Regions from separate parts of the Sus scrofa genome. Here region 2 is linked to region 1. A link is a contact called in public Hi-C data. All regions are on one chromosome and are shown on one strand. Each heading gives the region's core, a stretch centred on a gene start, on an enhancer-like site or on the middle of the called end of the contact. The rest is flanking DNA. Distances are from core to core; before and after follow the strand shown.

Region 1 (3,769 bases), core at 472-2,971:
ACAGAATTGTTTTATGTGGTAAAATCCATAGTGGACTTAATAAAAGGAGTATTTTGAAAAAAATAAGGAAATATGGGGTTTTTTTTTGGTTCTGAGACTTTAGGAATTTCATACAAGAGACTAAGGTGGGATTTATTTTTCTTTATAAAATGATATTTTGCATGCATTTCTTCCTCATTCCTTCCACTAACCTCCCCACTGGCAATATTTCTCATCAGGGAGTTAACCTGCAGGCTGGCGATTAGGTGGAATTCAGGAGGTGTGGAGCCTGGCTCTCGAGGGAACAGGGCCCAGGCTGAATGTGTGAGTGATGCCCATTCTAAAGGCGCTGCCACTGCTCTGCCCTCCCATGGCTGCTGTGCAGCAGTGCCAGCCCAGAGTTGCTCTGTACCCCAGTTTCTGTGAGTAGCTGGTTGTCTGCATTCTCATGTGAAGTCTTCTGAGTTTTTAATGTTGGCAACCAAATCAGATTTAAAAAACAAAACAAAACTGGACGTTCCCATGGCGTCATGGGTTGAGGATCTCGCATTGCTGCACCTATGGCACAGGTTACAACTCTAGAGGGGGTTGAATCCAGCCCAGGAACTTCTACAGGCCACAGGTGTGGCCAAAAAAACAAAAAACAAAAAACCCTCGAAAAACAAACACGAATACACACTGTGAAGACCTAATAAATTGCTTCTGTAGCCAGATTTAGTCTGGAGGGTGCAAGTTTTCAACCTAGATTATGAAAATTTATTCATTTCAAGGAGCACAAAATCTTGTATTCCTTTCTGGAAAATGATCGAGTAAATAATGTACCAGTTATAAATGTCCAACTGTGAGAAAGGGCAGTGGCTTGCCCAGGACATCATCTTAGCAGAATTGCCTTCTCTCCATCCCCATGCCATCCCACCTAAAATCATTTAACAGCCATGGGTAATCTCAGCAGTGCTCTCAACAGTTCATTTTCATTAACTGGCACTTACTACTGAATTTGCAGACAAATATCAAAGAATAGCAGAAATGTCAGTTTCTTGACTGTGAGTGTCATTTATTAAAACTTAGTTCTCTGTAATACAAACTACCCCAGAGTAGGCCTTGTTTTTATAGGTTTTGCCAGAATCAGTCATGCTATTAGTAAAAGATGGCCTTTGTTGTTTAAAAATGCCGTGGAAATTATTAACTCCAAGAGCCTCAGACGGAGCTCTGGCAGCAGGCCAGAATGCCTGACTCTTTATGTTGAGGCCATTGGAGCAGCAATCTAATTTTTTGATTAAGCAAAATCATTACAAATAGTATTCAGATAGGCTGTAAAATGAGAAATGCTCTTCTCTGAAACTTGCCCTATTTAGGATTGGAAAGTTGACGGGATTATCGCCAAGGGGTGGAATTTTTCAGCTTCAAATCAGATTCTAATCTGCCCCCAAATGGTAATTGACCCCAAAATCATCATTATGAGAAGGCTGGTTGGGCCTTTGGAATTAGTCACCATTGTCAGGCAAGAAGGTGATTCCATTTCAGAGTAAATAAAGGTCTGGTAGATCCTTTCCTACCCCTGGGTCGGGGCCATGTTTTACAAACTCCTTGTTTTCTTTGCTGAGGAAATGGAACACCCATCAGAGCAACTCTTTTCCAGCATGTAAATTTGGCACCTCAACAGGGTAACATTAGAAGCTCTGAATCAACACTGAGGGGGAAAGTGAAACCAACTAACAGTCAATCAGGGAACAGAGATAAGCCCTTCCTTGTCAGGTGGCACTGATAAAAAGTTCACCTGCATTTAGTTTGGTGCCTGTGAAGAAGGGCCCTTTGTGGTTGCTTTTTTGAAGACTATAGTTTTTCTCTGTTTCAGACACTTGACAAATAAAATTTAATTTATTTACTTCTAATTGACACCTAAGGATGCCCTTTAATCTCTTCCATTAGCTTCTTTAAAAGGCAGTTTAGCATCATATGAAAAAAGCACCAGAATAAGATTATCTGGGATTATTTACCTACCCCTCCACCTACCTACCTTGTGACCTTAGCAAGTAATGCCCTCTCAGGCAAATGGGGGCAATGACCTCTTGGGCTTGTGGGGAGATATGAAATGATGCAAAAATATTTAGCACAAATTACTTTGGCAAAGTGCTTACTAAGTACTTGTTTCTATTAGGAGTATGATTATTAAGATAGAGGAGCAGGAAGGTACCACCAAACAGTCCTGATCAATCCTGGGGTTCAGCTTAGAACAGAGAGCCAAGTGAGCTGAGAGGGAGAAAGATCAAAGAGGCTGGATTTAAAAGCTTAACTAGACCTCTATCTCAAACACTTAAAAAGAAAGAAAGAAAGAAAAGCTGACATGATTGATTCCCAAACCTCTGTTAATACTTAAATTTGAAAAATGTGCTGATATTGTACCGTCCATCTGTTCCCCAAAGTTCTCTTTAAAGGAGAAAATTAGATCTGGTTATTTCTACATACATTGTATAATTCTGAAGCTTTTCCTCTTCAGTCTCTCTCACAAAGAACCTCTGGCAGGTTTAATATCAAGAAAATGTCATTTGTAGGCATAACAATAATTAAAAGAAAGAAAACAGACAAGGGAGGGCAGAATCTTGGCCAATAATATGTTGACTAGCCTGTTAATGTTACATATGTTTTCAATGCTAATTTGCATTCCAGAGAATTTTTTTAAAAGGTAATTCTGCTAAGTCATTTAAATTATTTCTTATTTAATTTTTCTCTGAGATGATTGGTCCATGATCTAGACTCTAACCTCATAAATTACCAGATTTAAAACTCCAGGTGGAGAGTTCTCCTGTGGCACAGCGGGTTAAGGATCTGGAGTTGTCACTGCAGTGGCTAGGTCACTGATGTGGCATGGGTTCGATCCCTGGCCAGGCAACTTCCACATGCCTTGGGGAAAAAAAAAAATAACAACAATGAAAACAAAACCCTCAAAACGATGTCCAAAGGTCCAAAGAATAGTTGAGGGTTTGGCAGCCCTCACAGGGATTGGTGCAACAGGTTTTGAGAACAGTAGCTCTCAAAGTGTGGTCTCTGGACCCCATTTAGGGGGCTGAGTCGAAATTGTTTTCCTAATAATAAGATGTGGTTTGCCTTTTTTATGAGTGTATGGTGAGTATATTGAGGGATTTTCCACGTACTACATGATTTATAGCTTGATGGATCATAAAATATGAGCTTGTATATTTTTATATTTTAAATTTTTTCCAGTCTTAATTTTTGATATGCTATACATTAGCTATAAGCTATATTACAGAAGCTCTCTGGGGGTCTTCAGTAAGATGTGGGCATGTATAGGGGTCCTGGGAGCCCCAGAAGAGTTTGAGGGCTTCTGATCTAGGAGAAAAGCAAGGTCAGATGGTGACTGAATCTGTCTTGGGAATAATATCTTCTCCATCTCTTCTGAAAATAATCAAGAAGAACTGAGTTTAAATGACCACAAGAGTAAGTAAAACGATATGTTAAGAAGTGCTTCTTTCCTATTCCTTTTGGGAGACCTATTAAATACATGCAGAGGAGAATTTCCTGCCCTGGCTCCAAGAAGACCCACCAATAATTTAGTTGAAGCAGTGACCTCACAGGGTCAGGAAGAGGAAGCCTGGGCAGCAGCGCAGGCAAATGGCCCCGCCATGGTTGTCACATTTTCACAGAGATGGTGATAATGGAGTTGGGTTCTCTGACAATCCTATGCATGGACGGCCCCAAACAATCCTGTAGCTGGAGTCCCTCTGATATAGGACTCCCCAAAGGGCTTTGTAATGTTAGGTGTACGTAGTTT
Region 2 (3,769 bases), core at 881-3,380, 320 kb before region 1:
GTTGAAAAAAAAAAAGCAAAAGTGCTGGGGCGGGGGAAGGAAGTTTATTATAAGAAATTGGAACAGGTTAATAAAAATTCAGAACCTCCTCTACTGTTTGGATAACTTTCACTCATCCAGTGCCATACACTTTACATGAGAGCTCACTGGGGCCTTGATAAGTATCCTATGACAGAGGAGTTACCTTCATGCCACAGATGAAAAACAAAGGCTCAGAAAAGGTCAAACAAAACATCCAAAGGAACTAAGAAGTGATGGCTGAGCACTGAGCCATCTTCCCTGCTCTCTGATGCCAACAATCTGTGCTCCTTCTACTCACTTCACAAGCAAACCAGAGTCTCATCGCTTTCTGTAGGAAGCGCTTTCTGTTCTGCAGCTCATAGCCCTCCAGGGAAGGAATATGTGTGGGTGACGGGAAGCCAGGGGGCCTGAGGAATTGGCCGAGAGACCCTGAGCACAATGGGCCCCAGAAGAGCACTTATTTATTGAGAACATTTTTTTTTTTTTTTGGCCGCACTCATGTCATGAAGAAATTCCCAGGCCAGGGAATGAATCCACACCACAGCAGTAACCAGAGCCTCAGCAGTGACAAGGCCGGATCCTTAACCCTCTGGCCATGGGAAAACACCTGAGAACATTTACCTGCCAGGCCTGTGCCGAGGGCTCATACAAACCTCATGTGAGTATCCCTGACCCTAGGAAGTTAGCAGTGGTACCATCACTCACTCTACTGGCTAATCTGTGTGGAGGTGGGATGGGAACTCAGCGGCCTGACTCAAAAAAGAATCCTTTGACTAAATGAATTCAATTGAACCATTATTTATTAAACATCTGCTCTGTTCCCCTCTGGCACCTGAATAAACAAAAGATGATTCACCTGGCCTGAGTAGCTAATTTCTAATTACCCACTTTATTGGGCAATCTGGGGACATAGCTCACGGGACCTCTGGGCTGATGACCATGACTGCCCATCTCCTTCTTCCTGAAATTCTCCTCTGCTCAGTTCCCAGGGCCCTGCTGTGCTTGTGACTCCCATCCTGACTGCACGACAACCCCTGGTCATCCTCTGGCCTCTTTCACATTCTGTCCTTAAATATGTTCTCCGCCCAGTTCCCTTCAAGTCAACCTCTTCATTTTCCTGGCCAAGACCTAAAGTAGCAAATGTTTATATTTGGATTTTATCACTTTCACTCTAATGAATCTACCTGATTCATTTACCTAACAAACTGGCATCTACCAGGTGCCAGGTACTGTGTACAGGATAGAACAGTACTTGAGACAACTGTACATGGAAAGGCATAACTCTGCTTCCCTACTGTATGTAGTTCACCACCTGACAGGACACAGTACAAGCTGCCCATTATTAAGTACCTACTATATACCAGGCATTAAGCTAGATGTTCATAAACATTAATTCCTAGTCTCACAACAATCGGCAGGGTTGATACTATACCCATTTAACACATCAGAAGAGAGGTTCCGAACTTCTAAGACCCAAGACCTCGCCCAAGTTCACAGACCTGGGAAGGGGCAGAATGAGGATTTGAATTCAACTCTGTCCTGCTATAAAAGCCTCCAAAGTTCTCTTGTTTCTCCCAGATTCTACATTTCCAGCTGCCTCTTGGACCCTCCATTAGAATCTTAAATGTCACACAGCCACACCCAAGCCCACCGTTTTCCTCCCTCACAAATGCAAGTGAAAAGAAAGGAAGGAAGGAAACAAGAAAACATTGAAGGAAGGAGGTACCAATCGAGCTGGAGAAGAAAGACATAGGCTCTTCAACAGATAAAGTAAGACACGTTAGGACAGCTTCAAAAATAGGATTCCTTGAAAATAAATGTTCCAGAAATCCAGCCTGGACTTTGAATTTTAAATATGTTTGGATGACGTGGGCCTTGTTAGGGACTTCTATTTATGATGAGGATTTATTTCTCTGACAATTCCCACTTATTAGTTGGGTCACCATTGTTTTCGGAGGAAGACAGTGGCAGGGGCCACAATGAAAAATCTCCCCAAACACAAGTTCCTGTTTAATGGTTTCCAATGAATGTGACTGATTTACCTGGACATTTAGTTTTGAAATCATGTTTCACAATCCACAGGAGAGCAGGCACTGCCTTAGCTTCATTTACAAAAGAACCAAGTCCAACCTTTCTAACCAAAATAGCTAACTCTTTGTAGAAGAGTACTTGGTAAGGAGCACATTCTGACTTCCAACAAATCATGTGGTTGGGATCTACTAAGTTCCTGTTTCCCAATTACTCAAGAACTGCATAAAGACGTTCTAGAGGTGGCATTCTAACTATCATACTTTAGAGATAACTAAAAGCTAGCAGCTAAGCTAAACTAAATAGAATATTACCAACAGTTCCTACGAATCCTATCTCACTAAAAATTCCATAATTCAAATTTTAGAATCAGACAGACCCAGGCTGAAATCATGGGTTTTGACATTTACTAGCTGTGACCATGGCTGAGCATGATAATTAAACCCTCTGCACCTCAGTTTACTCAGCTGCAAAATGGGGATAAATGCCATCTGGACTAAGGATATATGAACTTTGCTTAGGGGATGGAATATAGCAGTATCTAATAAATGTACCAGTGATACAACACTGACCATGAATCACTCTTCTCTTAGAGTATTTACCTTCATTAAGTCTATTTGTCTGTAATCCAACCCCAGGCCATCCATCAACCCCAGGACAGCCTCCCTCTATTTCCATAACAAGGGTAGTTACTATTTCTCTTCTGGCCACTTTCATTCTGCAGGCTGTAAACATGGACCTTCATCAAGGCTCCCACAGCCACTGACCCAGACCTAAGTTATAAAAAGAAGAGCGATGGATAAGCAATAAGGTCCTGCTGCAGAGCACTGGGAACTATATCCAATCACTTGTGACAGAACATGATAGGAGATAGTATGAGAAAAAGAATGTATATATATATATATATATATATATATATATATATTTATATGTATAACTGGAACACTCTGCTGTACAGCAGAAATTGACAGCACAATGCAAATCAACTAAAATAATAAAGAATTATTTTATAAACATGAGAAAACTTTAATTAAAAGAAATGCTAAAAAAATAATAATTTGTACCAACAACAACAAATTAAAGAGCAATTTTTCCAAGTAAAAGAATAATGAAGTATAGTACAAGGAAATTTACCCAGTACTAATATAGGAAAAGAATGTGAAAAGGAATGGATTTATGTTTGTGTATAACTGATTCGCTTTGCTGTATGCCTGAAATTAACACAACTTTGGAAGTCATCTATATTACACTAAAATTAAAAAAAAAAAGAATAATGAAAACATTTCCCAGATCCATGGGTTCAAATCTTTCAAATGCTACGTACACTGACAATCATCACGTGGGGCTGCCACACAGCACAACTCCAGGAGGTGCCGTGCATGCAAGATTCCACATGATCAATGTCTGCTGGGGCTGGGGTAATATGCAGCCCAGCTGTCAAGGCTAAATGACCTCTGCCACATACCCCTTCTGATGAACTCTAGGCACACACCTGGAGTTAAAATGGAGATTTCCAGATTTATTCTTCTGAAGTGTTAATAACATGCTAGCAACTTGTTCGAAAGCTGCTTCCCTTTCTAGAATTGGAGGTGAGGAACTGACAAGAGTGAAGGCAAGAGAAAAAGAAGACATTTCAGGGAGAAAGTCAACAACCAATAGAACTATCTGGTACAGAAAAATATTCTCTGGCACTTCATTATCCAAGGGATCCTGTAAGAAT

The links. Hi-C and Micro-C count contacts between places; a contact is called where the count stands out from the background.
Region 2: a contact with region 1 is called in a Hi-C map of liver, with 6 times the contacts expected there. The contact joins two enhancer-like sites. A contact is called at or near these places in 9 of 47 Hi-C or Micro-C datasets (alveolar macrophages, brain, embryonic fibroblasts and 5 more).

The regions. Positions count from the first base shown.
Region 1 is chr13:60,939,868-60,943,636 of Sscrofa11.1, reverse strand. No RefSeq gene overlaps it. Among named protein-coding and RNA genes, the nearest start is that of SUMF1, 96 kb to the left of the region's middle. Within about 2 kb of position 1,721, at least 10 of the 83 cell types and tissues checked have an H3K27ac peak or open chromatin away from gene starts, as enhancers often do. A contact at or near this core is called in liver, where this site is marked.
Region 2 is chr13:61,260,267-61,264,035 of Sscrofa11.1, reverse strand. All of the region lies in intron 35 of ITPR1 (inositol 1,4,5-trisphosphate receptor type 1), which reads right to left. Among named protein-coding and RNA genes, the nearest start is that of ITPR1, 190 kb to the right of the region's middle. Within about 2 kb of position 2,130, at least 1 of the 83 cell types and tissues checked has an H3K27ac peak or open chromatin away from gene starts, as enhancers often do. A contact at or near this core is called in liver, where this site is marked.